Linked DNA regions of Gossypium hirsutum: region 1 is linked to region 2. Evidence: chromatin contacts called from public Hi-C data. All regions are on one chromosome and are shown on one strand. The core of a region is the stretch at or near the end of the contact, and the rest is flanking DNA. Distances in the headings are between cores, read along the strand shown. Region 1 holds the start of LOC107936840. Region 2 holds the start of LOC107936951 (pentatricopeptide repeat-containing protein At5g18390, mitochondrial).

The links. Hi-C and Micro-C count contacts between places; a contact is called where the count stands out from the background.
Region 1: a contact with region 2 is called in a Hi-C map of leaf, with 1.5 times the contacts expected there. The contact joins the promoter of LOC107936840 here to the promoter of LOC107936951 in region 2. A contact is called at or near these places in 2 of 34 Hi-C or Micro-C datasets (both in leaf).

What each region holds. Positions count from the first base shown.
Region 1 is chrD13:57,073,236-57,075,935 of Gossypium_hirsutum_v2.1, reverse strand. It overlaps LOC107936840, which reads left to right and starts at 1,294. Exons shown (of 2, transcript XM_016869611.2): 1 at 1,294-1,732; 2 at 2,197-2,700. The coding sequence starts at 1,615.
Region 2 is chrD13:56,900,942-56,903,641 of Gossypium_hirsutum_v2.1, reverse strand. LOC107936951 (pentatricopeptide repeat-containing protein At5g18390, mitochondrial) reads right to left here and starts at 1,359. Exons shown (of 3, transcript XR_001694538.2): 1 at 1,282-1,359; 2 at 1-470.

The DNA.
Region 1 (2,700 bases), core at 45-2,544, 170 kb before region 2:
AGTTATTTTTTCTAGTAAGATGAAATGTGGCATTTTTCCCACATAATTATCAGCATCAACATCCTGTTCAGCCGCGTTAATATAATTGCAGTTCTATCCTTTTATTATCCAAAAATTACAATTTAGTATAATTTGATGATCCACTTTGGGGGAAAAGGTCTCTCGTGATATAATGTTGATGAGGCGCGACTTTAAATGGAGGAGCGTATAGATATTCGGTAAGGAAGCCGTAGCTAATAATATTTTCCTGAAGACAGCTTTGGCCAAAAAAAAAAAACACTTCGAAGAAAATATTAAGCAGAGCCTTTACGCGATTTTAGGAGCGTGAATTTTACATTTTAATGTCTTTTTCGGTAAATTACTTTATAGTCTTTAATCTTTTCTTAAGTGGGAAAAAAAAAGCTAAAAGCTCTATAACAACACAAAAGCTAAAGCTAATCTTAATAGTCCTCTTACGTCTCCCACCATGATTCTAATCATTTAGAATTTCGTTGGTGTGAATTGACAATGATTTCTTTGATCATTCTTATAATGCTACTAAGAACACAACTTTACTTTATCTCTAAAGATAAGAGGTTCAACCCAAACATTTATCTATAAAATATCTCCTATTGTAAAAACGAATAAGAGAAGACATATTACAGAAACTCTACCCAAGTATAGCTTCAACGCTCTCAAACTACTATTTCTAGCGGTTTTCTACATTTCTTACCATATGAATTTCCCCTATTATATTATTCAATATATTATATGACTTAGCGTTATAATAATATTAAATTTTTTTTGCATACCTATATCATAATTGTCTTTTTTTTTGTACATTTAAAATTAACTTAACACACTCTTAGAAAGAGTAAATCATTGACGATTCACACTTCACAAATAAAATTATTTTTGTGATTCAAATCCATAAAGTGAATTACTTTTATGATTTAAACTCGTAAAATTAATTTTTAAATGAACACTCAATACAACTAGATCTAAGTATTAGATTATATCAAAAACTACTAATTACTTTTTATAGCCCTATCATTGAAGCATGGCTTTTCCACAAAAAGAGAACAATTATCAAAGCTTCAAATAGGGGGAATAAATGATCACACAAAGACTTCAACAACAAGTGAACAAAGAGAAAGGTGGTTGTATATAGAAAGACAAATCAAAATTATTAAAACAGAGAGGGAAACAGAGTGTGAAATACACTCACTTAACTGAAAGTAGGAATATTTTTCATCTAAAAAATAAAGGTTGGGGGTTGTGACTTGTGATGAATAGTCTAAAGCGACGGCAAACTGACCCATTCCCCAAAACAGAAAGAACAAAGAAAATCTATATATAAATTACATAAATATCAACATCATCATCTTCTTACTTTTCCAACAAAAACAAACACAAGTTGAAACTTCTCTCATTAATTGCCTCCTTCATTTGATCCTTTGAGAAAGAGGAAGAGAGAGGGGATTGTTTTAAACTTTCTTTCTTTTAATTGCCTCCTCTTTCTCTTCGAGGGTTTGTTTTTATTATTTTTCCTGTAAAAAGAAAGTTTAAAAAAGGGGTTGGGAAAGAGAAAGTTTGTTGAAGATAAATTCTGGATTTTAGTGGGTTTTTGAAGATATGTTGGGGTGTGAATGTTTTTGTTGGCATGATAAACACAGTGATTATGATGAGTTCACCCCTTTGCCTCAACCTCAGCCTTTTTCTTTGCCTTCTCCAATCCCAGATTGGCCTCCAGGTAATTTATCCTTTGATTTTCCTACACAAGTCAAAATTTTCCTTTTTGGTTGATTTATAGAGGAATTAAAATGAATTTCTGTTTTCTGTTTTCCTTTCAAAACATTATTATGATTTACCTGAGATATTTTTTTTCTTTTCTATTTTTGGAAATTGTCTTTCTTTTAACTATTTATTTAACTATGGAGTATGACGATTATGATTCATGAAGATTTTTTAGCTAGATTTTTTGGATAACAATACACCCTTTAGGGAGTAAGAAAAAAGAATTTTAGGTTATCCAAAATGGAAAAAAAAAGAATAATTTCTAATGGATAAAGATATTACTATTATATATAGTAACTTTAAGAATGCTGTAAATGACATTCAGACTCGAATCCGAGTAGCATGGATGATAGTGTCCTTACAAGCCACATGACATAGATTTGTTGACTCGATTTCTGTAATGAACTACCATTTTTTCAGGTCAAGGATTTGCCACTGGAAAAATTAACCTAGGAGAACTAGAAGTGGTTAAAATCACCAAGTTTGAGGGTGTTTGGAGCTGCGATTCGTTGCACGGTAAAGCTAAAGGTCCCACATTTTACAAACCTGTTGGCATTCCGGATGGATTTTTCTGTCTCGGTTATTACTGTCAGCCAAATGACCAGCCCCTTCGAGGCTATGTTCTTGTGGCTCGTGAAAGGGAAGGTTCGACTCCAGAAGTTTATCGTGACTATGACTCGGATTCAGACTTTCCAGCTTTAAAGAAACCTGTTAATTACTCATTGATTTGGAGTTCAGAACTAGATCGCAATGGTTGTGGTTTCTTCTGGCTCCCGAACGCGCCGATGGGTTACAAAGCAATGGGAATTTTGGTTACCGACACGCCCGAGGAGCCTGATGACGATGAAGTAAGATGTGTTCGAGAAGATCTTACTGAGACTTGTGAAATTAAGGATACCATACATGTTGCCGGTGCACATCCAT
Region 2 (2,700 bases), core at 110-2,609:
ATGGAGAATGAGGATCTTGACTAGCTCCTCAAATTCGACGGAGGTGGGGGCGTAGTGGGAACGAGCCCATGAGAAGAAGCGAAGAGATTCTGTAGGGGAGTTTGAGCAGGAACGAAGTATGCGGAATACAAGTTCAGAGTTCACAGAAAGGTTCATGCGGTTGAGAGTGCGCTCTGGATGAACTTCACGACGAACGATGTTGGAAATGTGGTGGATAGCTGCAAAATAGTCATCTTTCGAAACAGAAGTGATGGAAACAGAAGTACCTTGGAGAGAATTTGCTAAGGTTAGGGTCCTAAAGGAACAGAGAAAGTTTATGTGATTTATTTCCATATTTGTGGAGCAGCTGTGCAGACCGGAGCATTTGTAGTAGAAGTTACAGTCCAGTAACCTTCATTTCCACCTCGATACTCGTTAATTGACAGAAGCAACAGAGGAATAATATGTTGCAATTTCAAAGAACTTCCGTACTGTAACAAGGAATAAACAAAAAATACCAATCACATGTACCACATCGAAAAGGAAACAAGACAAGATGACTAAAATCAATGGTAAAGAAACTCACTCTTATCATACATTAACATATAAACATATTAAGCTCACTTCTATGAGTCCTACGTGTTGCAGTTATTGCTTCTTTAGACCTAGCCCTCTAGGGCAAAAAGAATTTGAGCTACATTTCGCTAACACCAAAGAGAAATGCATAAAAATGGTATATTGAGCATCAGAAAATGACATTTCTTATAATAATTTCACACTAGCAACTTGTTTGATATACAAAATTGAACGATGAACTGAATGTGTACATTTCTTATCCCACTCTCATGTTCATTCAAATTGAGCATGTCTTCATGCTTTCAACATCAAGGCATCGTAGGTAACCCATAGAAACAGAACAATTAAAGAAGAAGAAAAAAAACCAAATAACACAAAACAAATAGCATCATAAAATTGCTTGCATAGTTTAACAATCGGATACAACTATTAAACATAACCCAGTTTGAGAAAGCAAAGTTCAATACTTGAAAGTAACATTTTCTAATAAAAGAAGTTGGTTTTATCCATTAAAGCTAAATATCCATTAATAAATTTATCACTTTTAACCCATGTATATTTCCTATATCAAAGAAGAGATTGGCAATCTTAAAGAAAATCGAACAGAAGCTTAAAGGTAGAGACTTTGAATAACTCAATTAAATCCACAAGCTTGAGAGTTGGAGTTGGAATTAAAATGGAAAAGAAGGAAATACATGAGAAAAAAAATAAAAATAAAGAACACACCTCCTTTCTCTGTGGCTGTTGGAGAGCGTGAAGACTTCAAAGACATAAAAACCAGAGAAAAATATGAAGTTTGAGTATTGGGCCTTGAACTGAGTCCAACCCATTAGATTAAATAGTGTACTTATGAGGGGCTGATTTGGATTAAATCCAACACTTAGAGATAAGATGAGGAAGAAAATTTAAGGCAAACTGTCTAGCTGGTCATCAAACTTTTTAAAAGTTTTCATTTTGATCATCTAAATAAAAATACTTACAATTTAACCATTGCCATTGGGGAAATTTTCATTTTAGTGACCCAACCCAACGTTAAATCCCGTTAAAAAAGAGAGTCAATTTTACATTTTTTTTTGGTCAAAATTTCCCTCTAAACCAAAGTCAAACCTTTTCGTCCACTATCAAAATCCTTTTTCACCATCTTCATTCGTGTTTATTGCACATACTTTCTTCCCCAGATGTATCATCCAATTACTCTTTGCCCAGACGCCCTATCATATTAGCGGTGAGGAAAATTTGATTCGACTTGATAAAATTGAAAAAGATTCAAATTTTCAAATATTTGAATCGAATTAATCAAGTTAATTGAATTAACTCCAATTTTTTTTTATTTTCGAGTTCGAATAGAGTTAATTTTCGAATTCGAATAACTCGAATAATTCAAATAAACTAAATATCAAACCTTCTTATTTCCCTTTTACTTTCTCTAAAAAATTTTATTTCCTCTCAAACCCCAAAAATTTTTTCCTTTTTACTTTGTCCCTAAAATTTTTACTTCCCCTAAAAAATTGTACTTCCCCCAAGCCCCCCAAATTTTTTTCTTTTATATTAAAATTTTTTATTGATATTAATTTCATATTTTATCTTTAAAATAACTTTTAATTATATTTAATATATTTTTTAATTTCAAAATAAATGATGACAAGAATCAGATGATAATTGAAGCAACTAAGCCACTATATAAAAGATTAATAAATAAATTATGGGAAGATGGAAGTTAATGCCTTAAAACTGGACTCTGACCATTGATTATCTTCATTGAAATAAACCGAAAAAAGGGCCACCCACAGAAACAAAAAAAAGTCTTGTATTCTTAATTATTAGTTCTTAATCAAGGAATTGGCACTGATAAGATTGAAAGTTGAATGAAATATTACGATAAACATTCAACTTAGATGGTGAAAAGTAAGGGAGATGGTAGATAATTTAGAGGCATGCCATTATCTCACAGCTTCTGGAGGATTGCGTTGTTCCCATTTATTGAGTAAAAAAATTTTAGAGGCATACTATTGGATAAGAGGAAAGAACCCACATAGTCAGAGATTGGTCACTTATGCATACAGATCCAAGGAATTAGTAAAATGAAACAAGATTAAATGATTAAAATTTTGAATACATATAATATTTATGTGTATTTGGTCATAT